Regions from separate parts of the Sus scrofa genome. Here region 2 is linked to region 1. A link is a contact called in public HiChIP or PLAC-seq data. All regions are on one chromosome and are shown on one strand. The core of a region is the stretch at or near the end of the contact, and the rest is flanking DNA. Distances in the headings are between cores, read along the strand shown.

Evidence for each region. HiChIP or PLAC-seq counts read pairs in DNA pulled down with a chosen protein or histone mark.
Region 2: an H3K27ac HiChIP or PLAC-seq map of alveolar macrophages shows a contact between it and region 1. The contact joins the promoter of CYP3A29 here to the enhancer-like site in region 1. A contact is called at or near these places in 1 of 47 Hi-C or Micro-C datasets (liver) and 1 of 2 datasets of contacts at active chromatin or transcription factors (alveolar macrophages).

What each region holds. Positions count from the first base shown.
Region 1 is chr3:6,599,308-6,606,329 of Sscrofa11.1, forward strand. No RefSeq gene overlaps it. Among named protein-coding and RNA genes, the nearest start is that of CYP3A22, 24 kb to the right of the region's middle. Within about 2 kb of position 4,409, at least 2 of the 83 cell types and tissues checked have an H3K27ac peak or open chromatin away from gene starts, as enhancers often do. A contact at or near this core is called in alveolar macrophages, where this site is marked.
Region 2 is chr3:6,733,392-6,740,542 of Sscrofa11.1, forward strand. It overlaps CYP3A29 (cytochrome P450 3A29), which reads left to right and starts at 5,111. Exons shown (of 15, transcript NM_214423.1): 1 at 5,111-5,244. The coding sequence starts at 5,174.

The sequences.
Region 1 (7,022 bases), core at 3,159-5,658:
TATCGATAATCCGTAAAATGGATAGAGTAAAAATATCTTTTAAAGATGTTGAGAAAAATGAGAAAATACCCATAACTTGCACAGATAGTAAGCACCCAGATCCAAGCCGCGTCTGCAACCCACACCACTGCTCACGGCAACACCGGATCCTTAACCCACTGACTGAGGCCAGGGATCGAACCCACAACCTCATGGTTCCTAGTTGGATTTGTTAACCACTGAGTTGCTTACATTCAACACAAAATGTGCAAATCAGGCCATTGCAGGCAGTCACCTGCTCTGCTTCGGAGCCTGTCTTAACGCTCGCAGACATTTTCAGGTGTCTCTTTCAAGGATAAGCATTAGGAGGGATGGAATTACTGGACAGGCCTCCATCATGGGGAATGAGGGCAGGGGCTGAGTGAGGTTGTCCAGGAAGCGAACTCTGTGTGGTTTTAGGAATTCTGTACTCTGCTTTCTTCCTTGGAAAGTGATGGGGTTGGACTCCCAGAGGGTTTCCAAGGTCCCCTACAGTCTCCCATCTTTGAGAAGTGGAGGAGAGGCCTTTGGGCTCATACATTTGGGGGGCATCAGGAGAGGAGTGTCTCTTTCCTCTTGTGCCCACATTAATACTGACCTGTCCAGTTGTCCTGACTGCCGCCGCCCCACCTGAGGAACCTGCCTCCTCCTGACTTACTCTTCATCCCTAAGGAGGGGCAGACCGCTCAGAAGCAGCCTAGAGCCAGAGACACAGCCCCGGGCCCCATGGACAGCAGGGTGAGGAGCACATCTGTGCCTGGAAGGCAGGAGAGCAAGGAGCCGGAGAGCAGGGTTGGGTTCTTGGGCCAAGGAGAGGTGTGTGGGCCTCACACTTGGATTATTTGCAGAGCCGCTCTTGGCCTCTAGGGGGCAGGACCCAGTGGGCATTGTTAAAAGCACATAGGTAGTAATTACCTTGGGCCTGGCTGGGCCCAACTCTCCTGGGCTCCACATCACCTCCTGTGGGGTTTTCGCCTGGGAAGATGTTGCTTTATGCGGTTTAATTTGTAATGTTTGTCTACAGGGGCTATTTTAATATTTTCTTACTCTTTTCTTCAGTCCAGGGAATTCATCTTGTTTATTCCATCAGATCAGAACTCCAGGGTTCATGTCAATGAGTGTTTTAAAAAACTGCAATAAAATAAGCATATGAACTGTATCTTCTTAACCGTGGAAAGTATACAGTTCAGTGAGGTTGAAGACACTTCTATGGTGGGCAGTTAACTCCTGGACTCTTTTCATTTTCCCCAAATGAAACCCTGATTCATTAAAAACCCCCTGTCTCTCCCTCTCCCTCTGCTTTTCACAGTCACCCTTCTACTTTCCATCTCTATGAATGTGACTACTCTAAGTATCTCACACAATACTTGTCCTTTCATGACTACCTTATATTACTTAAAGTCCTCAAGGGCCATCAGTGTGGCTGCACGGTCAGGATTCCCTCCTTTTTGTGGCTGAAAAACACTCCCTTGTATGGATGTGGCACATTTTGTTTCTTCACTCATCTGTCTGTACACTTGGTTTGCCTCTACCTTTCTGCTGCTGTGAGCAGAGCTGCTGTGAGCAAGTGCACAGATAGCTCTTCAAGGTCTTGCTCTCACTTCTTTTGGGTATAGACTAAGAAGTGGTCTTTGCAGGATCAGGTGGTAATTCTATTTTTTTTTTTTTTGGTCTTTTTGCCATTTCTAGGGCTGCTCCCGTGGCATATGGAGGTTCCCAGGCTAGGGGTCGAATCGGAGCTGTAGCCACTGGCCTACGCCAGAGCCACAGCAACGCGGGATCCAAGCCGCATCTGCAACCTACACCACAGCTCACGGCAACGCTGGATCGTTAACCCACTGAGCAAGGCCAGGGACCGAACCCGCAACCTCATTTTTCCTAGTTGGATTCGTTAACCACTGCGCCACGGCCACAACGGGAACTCCTCTTTCTTTTTCTTGACTGATTGCTCTGACTGGGGTTTCTAGTGTTATCTTGAACAGAAGTGGTGAAGGCCCTTGTCTTGTTTCTTGTCTTAGAGGTAAAGCGTTTAGCTTTTCACCATTGAGTGTGATGTTAGCTGTGGGCTTTTCATATATGGCCTTTATTACACTGAGGTAGTTTCCTTCTATTCCTAATTTGTTATGTGTTTTTATCATGAAAGGATGTTGAATTTTGTAAAATAATTCTCTATCACTTGAGATGATCTAGTGCTTCCCCCCGCCCCCCGCTTCATTCTGTTTATGTGCTCTATTATATTGATTGATTTTTGTATGTGGAACCCTCCTTGCAGTCCAGGAGTAAATCCTACTTTGTCATGGTGTATGAGCCTTAGAATGTTCTTTTGAATTCTGTTTGCTATTATTTTGTTGAGGATTTTTGCTCCAATATTCATTAGGCCCATTGGTATGTAGTTTTCTTCCTTGTAGTGTCTTTGTCTGGCTTTGGCATCAGGTTAAAGCTGGCCTCATAAAATTGTTTGGAATTGTTCCTTCCTCGTTTGAGGAAGATTAGTGTTAATTTTCCCCTAGATGGTTGGTAGAATTTGTCATTGAAGCCGTGTCTGTCTTGAACTTGTCTTTGTTGAGAAGTTTTTGATCACTGATTCAATCTCTTTACTAGTTATGGGTGTATTGAGATTTTCCAGTTCTTCTTTATTCATTCTTGGCAGGTTGTATACTTCTGGGATTTTATTCATTTCATTTAGTTATCCAATTTGTTGGCTGCAGTTGTTCATATCATTCTCTTATAATCCTTTTTATTTCTGTAAAATTGCGAGTCATGTCCCCTCTTTTTTTTTTCTCTAATTTTGTTACTTCAGTCTTCTCTCTCTTTTTTCTTTGTCCAGTCCAGCTAAAGTTTTGTCCATTTAGTTGATTGCACTTGATCATGGGGTGTAATCCTTTTAATGTGCTGTGGAATTTGGTTTAATAGTATTTTACTGAGAATTTTTGCATCTCTGTTCATCAGGGATATTGGCCTAGGAGTTCCTGTTGCGGCTCAGTGGTAACGAACCTAACTAGTATCCATGAGGATGTGGGTTTGATCCCTGACCTTGCTCAGTGGGTGAAAGTATCCAGTGTTGCTGTGAGCTGCCCTGTAGGTTGCAGAAGCAGCTTGGATCTGGCAATGCTGTGGCTGTGGTGTAGGCTGGCAGCTGCAGCTCTGATTCATCCACTAGCCTGGGGACTTCCATATGCCACAGGCACAGCCTCCCCCCCCCAAAAAACTCCTTAACTTCAGTTGCCTAAGAATCCTTCTTTTTCTTTTTTTTTTTGGCTGTGCCCATGGCATATGAAAGTTTCTGGGCCAGGGATCAAACCCACACCACAGTAGCAACCTGAGCCACAGCAGTGACAACACTGGATCCTTAACGTGCTACATTACATGGGAGCTCCATAAAACTCTCCTTCGTTATAGCTCTGCACCTTCCGACTTCATACTATCAGTGTCATAAATGACATCTTTGTATGTTGTGTAGCTGCTAATATAGAGTTATAGTTATTTTTGTGCTTCTGTCTTTAAATCTTAGAGTAGAAAATTAAACAAATCAAAATGATGAAAACATAGGTTTTTATATTCGTCCATCTATTTGCCTTTATTTAGAACTATATAGTTTTGTGTGGTTCTGAGTTACTGCACAGAAAAAAAGAGCAAATCCATTTCCAGCAGCCTGTCAGAGACTATTCCTTCTTTAGAGGTATTTGAAAATTTCTGGCTTCTGTTACTGTTGAAGTAACTTCATCAGTGTCGATTTATTGATTAAAGTCCTGCAATAATTTAATGGGAATAAGCCCATCACATTTCAGTCAGTATCCGTAAGGCCTTTTTTTGTGTGAGTATAATTTCTGGGCATGTAGTAACACACTTTTAGGTTTTCTCTCCGTGTATATATTCTGAGAGAATCGAGGCTGTCACGGAAATCTTGGCTTTTAGTGGCAGGCACCAGAGTTGTCCCATAAGAGCGTATTTCTGCAGTAAGTTGAGTTCTTTTTTTGAACTTTTCTGAACTAGTCTGGTTATAGTCTGAACTTCCTAAGGTTCATGTGGCATGTCGAGGTTGTTGTCTAATATTCAACAAGGATTATGCCAACAAAGAGGTACTGCAGGAAAACACCATCAGATGTGTCATCCTCGGTGACTTAATGTGAGTTGCAACATCCTCCATCTGGCTGCTGATCTCAGGCACTCCCCTTGCTTTCTATCTCTGTCTTCCAGGTTGACAACCTGGGACATTTTGAACTTAGCTCATGGAATCCTCGTACCTGGGCACAGAGAACAGGTAGTACTGCCTCCCATATGACAGACCGGGAGTTGAGAGCAAGAGGGCCTTGTCCACGGTCAAGTGAGTGAATGACAGATTGGAGCAGACCTTGCCGGTCTAGCCTCCCAGGATGGCTTCCTCCCAGCAACACTGTTGTAGTTTCTCCTTTATGTCTTCTGCCATCTCATGTCTGGTCTGATCCAGCTGGTCCCTGCTTTCCCCTCCCTTCCTTCTCTAGTGCTCCTCAGACACCCTCTGTGGCCCTTGACCACATTTTTAGAAGGAATACTTTGCCTCCGTTTATCACTATTATTTTTTTTGTCTCTAAGTCTTTTTAGGGCCGTACCTGTGGCACATGGATGTTCCCAGGCTCGAGGTCCAATCGGAGCTGAGGCTGCCGGCCTACACCACAGCTACAGCAATGTTGGATCTGAGCTGCGTCTGTGACCTACACCACAGCTCATGGCAACACCAGAATCTTAAGCCACTGAGCAAGGCCAGGGATCGAACCTGCGTCCTCTTGGATGCTAGTCGGGTTCGCTAACTGCTGAGCCGTGATGGGATCTCTGACTTTGCCTCAGTTTATAAAGATGTCCCGGATGAGGCTGATGGGAGGCCTGGTCCTTGTCCACTTGGCTTCATCATCTTCTGACGTCTGTTTTCCACCTTTAGAGGTGGCCCTTGCTCCAAAAGAGCTGCTTCAGCCTTGGCCTCTCAGCTCATCTTATTGTGCCCACTCGAGCTGCTGCCCTGTTTCTTCCACTCCACCTTTCTGCCCTTAGACATGCCTTCTCTTCCAAGCTAGCAAGTTCTGTGTGTGGTCTCCCGCAGAGAGCTGTGCTGGAGTCCAGGGAAAGAGCTTGAGAGTGGCTTGTAGAAGGCCCTGGAACGGGAGGTGAGGCCAAGCGTCAGAATTTGGCCAGCCAGGAGAGAAAGGCTGAGCATAAAAAGTGCCTCACGGTCATTCAGTTGGATAAGCATGTCTTCCTAAGCTCTTCTCACCAGGCCTGGTGCTGGGTGGTGGAGCAGTAAAACCAAATTTACTTCCATCAAGACGTCCAGGGGTTCCCATTGCGGCTCAGCACTAACAAACCCCACTAGTATCCATGAGGACACGAGTTCGATCCCTGGCCCTGCTCAGTGGGTTAAGGCTCTGGCGTTGCCGTGAGCTGTGGTATAGGTCGCAGACGTGGCTCGGATCTGTTGTTGCTGTGGCTGTGGTGTAGGCCAGCAGCTATAGCTCTAATTCGACCCCTAGCCTGGGAACCTCCATATGCCGCGGAAGTGGCCCAAAGAAATAGCAAAAAAAAAAAAAAAAAAAAAATCAGCAAAGGTAAGAGGCAGATAGGCCCCAAACGTCCAGCTTTCCCCGCCCAGTAGAGTGGTACAGACAGTCCTTAGCTCTCCCAGCAATGACGCGTGACCGCATGTGTGACGCGTTGCCAACAGGGGACACTCACCTGAGCCTTGCTGTCCAGGGCTTACCTTAGGGTTGGTCACCTAAGCATGTGGCTGCCCTTAGTTCTTCAGTCTCCAGGTGCTCCAAAGGTCAAACTGAGGGAGCATGGCCTGAGATCCCTCCCAGGGTTCACGCTGTTGGCGTAAACTATCTGGTGTGGCCCACGGACCCCATGTCACACAGACGCTCTTACTGGCAGCCTGTTTCAAGGGCTTAAAAGTTACCTTCCTGGCGGTGGTCAGGATCAGACCTTTCTCTGGAATATGCAGAGTTTGCACAGCTCAGGTCTGCTGAGTTAATCCTTCGCTACGTACTCGCATAGCTCTGTCTCGTCACCCAAGGCCCAGCACCAATCTGACCTCCTCAGAGAGACTTTTGCCTGCCCTGCACCTCTTCCTTTCATTTTTGCCTTGGTCTGTTGTCGTCATGGCTCTTCGGAACGCCTCGTGTTTTCTTGTTTGCGTCTCATCAAGTGACACTTAAAAGTGTCACTTAAGTGACACTTAAAAAAAAGCCCTGCGTGCATATTTTATTTTCGATTTTTTTCATTAAAGTATAGTTGATTTATTTGGAATGGATGGGCAATGGGGTCCAACTGCCCAGCTCAGGGAACTGTGTGTGATTGGGTCCCTTCGCTCCAAACAGAAACTGAAAAAACATTTTACATCAACTATAATTGTTGTAAATTAACTTTTAATTTAAAAAGGTATAGTTGATTTATAATGTGCCAATTTCTGCTATACAGCAGTGACTCAGTCATACACGTGCACACACACACACACACACACACACACACACACACACACACACACATTCTTTTAAAAATATTATTTTCCCTCATGGTCTATCCCAGGAACACTTTTTCCCCCCTTTTTCAGGCTCACCTGCAGCATATGGAAGTTCCTGGATCAGGAGTCAATCAGAGCCTCATCTGTGACCTATGCCACAGCGGCAGCAGCGCTGGATCCGTAACCCATAGTGCCGGGCTGGGGATCAAGCTGGCAACACCGCAGAGGTGAGCCGGGTCATTAACCCACTGTGCCCCAGCAGGAATGACCCCAGGCACACTTTTTTTGGTCTTTTCGGGGCCGCACCCACGACATATGGAAGTTCCCGGGCTGGGGGTCAAACTGGAGCTGCAGCTACTGGCCTACACCACAGCCACAGCAAGGCCAGGGATCGAACCCGAATCTTCATGGATACTAGTTGGGTTTGTTACCACTGAGCCGCGATGGGAACTCCCCGAGCACTTTTTGATGAATGAAGAAATCTGGACCACAAAGGACTGAATTCTAATATCTT
Region 2 (7,151 bases), core at 3,861-6,360, 130 kb after region 1:
GCTCTGGTAGAAGATTCAGTGTAGCTGCACAGAGACAGCCTAGAGGGCCTGGAGTGTAGTCCAGCCTAACCTCAAAGCCTATTAGAGCTTGAGTGTGGGGCTGCTGTCTGCCATAGGACCCCCATTATCATTGTGCACAGGACAGGGCATGGATCTGCCAAAGGAGCACCATTATCAGCGTGTTTATGGAGGGGTGAAACTTTGGTGTCAGTGAGTTTGGTGAGTGTGCGCATGACGTGGGTGTGACTAACATCATAGTCCATTACCAGTGCTCTCATACTGGAGACAGTTCTGGCAGCAGCAGATTTTGTTGGTGAGCACATCAGATGGCAGTGTCACAGAATGGCATGTCTGGTGGGTAGCCCTTGGGGAAGGGTATATAGTGGTTCCCTTTTTGGAAAGAGTACTCCAGTTCCATGCACCTCACAACACAGCTTAGAACTGCATCTGGGGTGGACAGGCTCAGGGAGAGCCCTACCATAGAGGCAGCTAAGTCCCAGGTGGCAGAAAAATCACCTTGATTCCTACAGCCACAACACTCTGGTCCCCAGCAACAGTCTAGCACTAGGTCTGGGACAAACAGAATGGAGAAAGTGACACAACCGTGGGCTGCTTCAGAGCAGAACCAGGATTGCCTGCACAGGAGGTGTATAGATTCATGGTGACCAACCATATGGGTCTCACTTGCTTCAGCACTTAGCTCACTGGAGATAGAGTGCACACTTAAGGGACTTATCAAACCCGACACTCAGGGATTCTATTGCAACAAAAGGGGAGCAAAACTCCCCATACCTTCCACAGGGCTGTGATGGCCACAGAGCAGAGGAAGCCCTGCCCAACATCAAATGTAGGCTATGGTCACCACAATACCAATCAGGTGTAGAGGGAGAAATTGACAGGAATACAATGATAGTAGGAGAATTTAACACCGCACTGAAATCAATGGACAGATCTTCCAGAGAAAATCAATATTGTGACAGAGATCCTAAATGACACAATGAAACAGTTGGGCTTAATTGATATGTACAGGATACTACATCCAGAAAAACAAACAAACAACAGAATACACATTCTTTTCAAGCTTGAATGGGCCATTTTCTTGGAGAGACCACATACTAGGGAACAAAACAAGCCTCAACAAATTTAAGAGGATAGAAATTATTTCACGTCTTTTCTGACCACAAAAGTGTGAAACTAGAAATCCAACACAAAAAGAAAAATGGGAAATAATTGATCACATGGAGACTAAGCAACATGCTAGTAAAAACCCAATGAATCAATGATGAAATAAAAGGGGAAATCCCAAAATGCCTCTAGACAAATGACAAAACCATCATTTTTTTTTTTTGGTCTTGTCTTTTTAGTGCCACACCCGTGGCATATGGAGGTTCCCCAGCTAGGGGTGTAATTGGAGCTGTTTCCTCCGGCCTATGCCAGAGCCACAGAAATGCCAGATCCAAGCTGACTCCATGACCATAGCTCACAGCAGCACCAGATCCTTAACCTACTGAGAAAGGCCAGGGATTGAACCCACAACCTCATGGTTCCTAGTCGTATTTGTTTCCACTGTGCCATGACAGGAACTCCAACCATATTTTTTGGAATTTGATCTAACACATAAATTATCCCAGAGAAACACTTCGTCCTCACACTGTGATTGATTCCCTCAGCCAGAGAAAGTCAGGACAGGTTTCACAGAAGACAAGCCACTTGGGCTAACATATGAAAGGATGCAAATAGCAGACTGATGGTGCATCTTGCACTACTGAGTTCCTGACACCCTGTTCACCTATGCTGATACCCGAGCCTAATGCTTCCTTCAGTGTTATTTGATTTTCAACTTTGACCGCTTGATAAAGACTGAGAAAGAAGATAAGCCATTTACAGCTGATGGAGGACTCTGAGTTTTTAATCTATATGATTACTTTAATTTGGTTGTTCTATAATTAACTGTATTTGTCTCTATCTTCAACCTGAATATTGTCTGGGTCTTAGTCATATCTCCACCCTAAGCATTTAAAACAGAGCTTTGAAAATACATGCTGACCAATCACAAATATTATTTTATATAGGTACAAGATAAGAGCAAAATTATATTTACTCATTTTGATACATGATATTGAATATTAGTACAAACTAAGAATTTACATTTTTTTGTTAAAGTACAAGATGAGCCCCTTAGTACACAAATGAGAAAGTGAGATACATGGGGGCTGGGTGCCCTTCAGGCACAAATGTCTTCCTTCACAACCTCAGCACATCAGACTTTTCAAGTTAGTTGTTCTCTGCTGTGGAATGAAGGGGCCCCAAAACCATGTCCTCTGTAATTTCCCCTTGCAGATCAAGGCCATTTCACTGGTTAGAAGATGGTACTGGCTAGATTTTCGTCTCAAACCATGAAGAGCCTTTCTCCACTGAGTTAGATTCCAACCGACTGGACCAGGCCCTGAGGCAAATAGGGCAGCAAATGGTTCCATTAGCTTAGAGAGAAAACCATTGTAGCAGAGTATGTGTTTTGGAGGAAGATGAATGCATACAGTTTCCTCAACGGTTTTGTTTCCAAGAAGAATAAGAAAGGCTTTTAATTTGAGTGAATTAAGTTGTCAGTAGTTATCAGGTGACACCCTCATCTTCCATGCTGGATGTATTTTGTATATCTCTGAGTCAGGAATAGAGAGTTGAATCCTACCCAAGACCCACAGCAGCCTCATGACCTGCACCTGTCTTGGTTCTTCCTGTGATGAGAAGGAGTCTGTGGTTTGAGAAACACATGGGGAGCCCCTGGGCAGGGGTAACCACGGAGACAGGAACCCACATTCTAAGCAGTTTGCTGTTGCAGGCTTGGTTCTCCCTATTTCCCATAGCGACCTTCATCATGAAATGGCACACACTGAATACCAGCATTTCAGAGCAGCAGAAGACTTGCCAATCATTCTTCATATTAGCTTATTTATAACATGTTTTGATCCACAGCTGTTGGGAAGCTGTTGGGAAGCACGACACACACCCCAGAAAATCAAAGAGGGCAAGTGACAGAGCTGGGACTCACTGCATGCTACCAATGAGCCTCAGTTTCTACATGATTCTACTTCATGGTGCCCAGAGGAGGTACGAAAAGGGGACAGAAACACATGAGAATGCCTAGGACTTTCTATCCTACTTTGCCTCGGGATCATCTTTGAGCTTCCAAATTCTGTCCTTTGTTGATATTCCACCTTGCACCTTCTTCTCTCCTGGTTACCTCTCTTTAGGGCTCCACTTCCCAGAGATTCCAGAGGTGTGCCCCACTCTGGGCCTGGCTGTATGTCTCACTGCCTCCATGGGGAGGCTGCTCCCAAGGGAGGGGACTGTATGGCTTATAGCCCACAGCCCAGCACAGGACCTGGACCTGACAGTCACCCACTTGGCTTTGAATCAATGCACAGAGGAATAGGTATACTCACACATTACAATTTCCAGTGGCAGCTCTGGATTTTAAGAGGTGCCTCCTGGAGAAAGCCTGAACCCAAAGATGACAAATGATGATGGTAGAAATTTCATGCTGCACGACACATTCCCCAGAAAATCAAAGAGGGCAAGTGACAGAGCTGGGACTCACTGCATGCTACCAATGAGCCACTCACCCACTCAGGTCAGTGTGAGGCAGCTCTGGGGACTTTCGGGCCAGAAGAACTGAAAGTGAAAAAGGATAAAGAGAGAGAGAAGTGCACAAGGGCCGCTTAAATGTCTTCCATTTCCGTTGAGGTTTAAGAACATCAGAGGTTTGGTTTTTACATCGTCCATGGTTCTCTGCCAAACAGATGCAAAACTTGGTTCAGAGGGAGACTAATGAGCTGGATGAATTTCTCTCCCATCAGGTGTATGGCAGTGTCTCCCAGGTGACACCCAACTTCTAGCTGTCTATAGGACTCCTCCTACCAGCTGCATTAAAGAAAAATCCCTACTGGTCAAAGAGTGGGGCATCCAATCTGATGCCCTTTGCCCTGGATGAAAATATCATGCCAACATTTTTGAGACCTTTGTGCTGTATGAGCTACATCTCGGTGGATAAGGAGGTTGGGGTCCACTTGGCCATTGGGTTTCTTTCCTGCGTCACACCCTTCACACCCATTGTTTGAGAAGTGGTGGTCTTCCTATAGAGAGAGGTCCTTTCTTGTTTCACTTCTGTCTGACTCACTGTCTACTGCAAGACTCTCTCAGTGGGATAGAAATCAGCCCAAATTAATGTTTTTGGTATAGCTATCACCATCTCCTCCAAGTCCTGCATCTCTTTCTGGAGCCCTCTTGTCAATAGAATGCTGATGGATAATCTAGAATGTCCAGTGATGGTGGCCAAGGCCCACCAGGCCCTCTGTTGCATTAACTATCCAGGAATATGGTGTGGTCACCAAAGAGTCACAGGGAAAGGAAACACAGGGGCCCAGATTTCTCATGACGACCAATTCAAGTCTACCAACCTTTCTGATGCCCACCTCTGCTAGGTACCAAGGATGGAAGGGTGACTAATACTCAGACTGTGTCCACAACCTCGATCTGTAAGGGAACAGGTTTGGAAACAAACCAGGGTCCTGGAGGATAATAGAATTGTGCTCAGGCGGATAGGAATTGCCTAGAAGTGGAAGTGGTTATTCCTGGTAAAGGAAGCTGGTTAGGGATGACTCTAAGATAGACTATTCTTTCTGAGCTGAGATTTGAAGAATGAGAAGGTGCCTTATTGGGGAAGGAGGGGTATTTCTAGGCAGCGGAAACTGCATGGGTAAATATTTGTAGATATAGGTTGTCTGGAGGATTTCAAGTATTTTGGAGTGCAGGCAGCTTAAGGGAGACATGGCATTTTATAGGAGATTAATGGCTAGTGGTTTTATTTGAGTTCTGTAACCTTTGGACTTACTGATAACACTTATTGAGTTGTTATTGAATTCGCACAGAATATGAGTTCAAAGGAGGTCAAACTTGACTGTCCATGGTGCTTTGCCAACTATCAAGGGGGGGAGGGCTCCTGCAGGAAGAGCACTGGTGTTTTTTCACTGGCTGCAACCCCAGCTCCACCCACTTCCCAGCATATAAATCTTTCAGCCTCAGCGAGTCATCACTGGGTGTGAAAGCAGCAGGCAAAGCGCAGCACAACCAGCTAAAAGGAAAATCCGAGGAGAGAATCACGAGGACAGTGGCCATGGACCTGATCCCAGGCTTTTCCACAGAGACCTGGGTTCTCCTGGCTACCAGCCTGGTGCTCCTCTATCTGTGAGTAGCCGTCCAGACTTGTCTGCTCTGTAACCTTGGCCTTAGGTGTTAATCAGGTCTCCCTTTCCCTTTACTGATTTGAAGATCAGATTTAATGGAGGGAAGGGTGCTTAAGCTGTGGGTCCACAAACAGCAAAGGGAGTATTATTGATATTATTGACATTGACTCAGTCCCGTGGAAGGAGTAACCAACCTCCTGCCCCCAAGTGCCTATTTTCTGTAGTTGGCAGAGTTTAGTGACATTATTTGCTCCCAGGGAAGATCTTCTGGTGGACCACCCGTTTCCATGGACCAGAATCCACCAGAGGAAGATTTTAACCAATGGGTCCCTGTGCAGTGGGGGTACCCTTCCCTTCCCAAGCTCTGGGGGTCCTGGAGACATGAAGTCAACTGGGTTTTTGTCCCATTGTCTTCACCTTCTGGGTTCTGGGTCTGCTGCCAGAGATGTGTAGAGCAGCTGGCCCCTGTGTCACTCAGGGGTTCCTGGTCCCCTTTCTCCTACCCCAGGTGTCATTCACATAAGGCACCTGGTCACCCAGGGGCTGGAGACATTGCCCGTCTCTTAGACTCAGCTTCCCCCCCCACGCCATGCCCCCTCTTTGGCACTCATCTCTAAGAGTGCCATCCCCCACTCTTTCTATGCACAACTCTCTACCTCCCAAATCAGAAATCTGTAGAACAGAGGAGACTTGGCAGAAATCTGGATATTTTATTCATTTCTTTCACTTTTCCCTCCTATCTCTGGAAGGATTATCATTAACACAGAAACTTATTTTCCCTATGATATGAAATCTGCTCACGACCCATGCAAGTCCCAAACTCCAACTTGTATTATAATTATTTTTTCCCTTTAAGTACAGTACTAGACAAGGAATCACGGTCATCTAACAGTGTGGGATTCTTGACACCACAGAACAGGCTGGGAAAGGGATTACTTTAAAGGAGTGGGTAGGAAAGGCCCATCTCCATGTCACATTTGACTTCTATCTCAATTTCACTGTTATTAGAAAACAGCAAGAAGTCATGATGACATGAACTCTATAAATGTTTTAATTCTTGGAAAGTAACGATAGTGATTCAGGTATGTGCAACACGTTTTCTGTCTCCTGACATTTTAAAATTGATAGCTTTTAATTCATTCTTCATCATAGATTTGTTAATGATATAAGACAATTTCCCACATGTTCTTTCTAAAGGATAAAAGAGGTCTGCTTTCCAGTATTTTTGACCATAAAAGTTGGTAAATAAGCTCACACTTCTAGCATCATGTCAGGAAAATGAAATCTAGTATAAAAATGTATACTTCTGTGATATAGATTGTTTTAAATACACCTGCCAGCAGGTTATTTTAATCTCTCATGGGAGTTAAGTGTGCCTGGGAGCCAGTGATAATGGGGGAGGCATCCTGGGAGGGTCAGGATGCAGGGAAGAATAGTCCTCATTCCTCAGAGCAGACCTCCCAGAGATGATCGTCTGACCTGGTCCCACCAGAGGTCAGCAGAGTTGGCATCTCATCTGCTTGAAGCCTGGGGTGGGTCACCATCTAAGTCACATGATGTGTGGTCCATCTGGCCCTGGGGCTGTTATTAGGTAGTGTCAGTACCAGGCAAACGTCACAGTAGCCTTAGAAGATACTACTGCCGCCAAGAGTCAGTAGCTGCAGACAGTGTTTTCCTGATACCAGCACAGTGTGAACACAATAAGAATGATTGGCTTTATTGTAAGGCCCTTCCTTTTTACTCAAAGCAGCTTTCCCAAACCATGCGAAGCTGGAAAGCAATCCAAGAATTCACCCAGACCACACTCTGCCTTTATATGAAATCATGTGTGGTTAGACACTGGACCAGATCTTTCCTTGGGACCAATTAATTCAGACACATTCATTCAATGTTTTGGCATCACTTTAA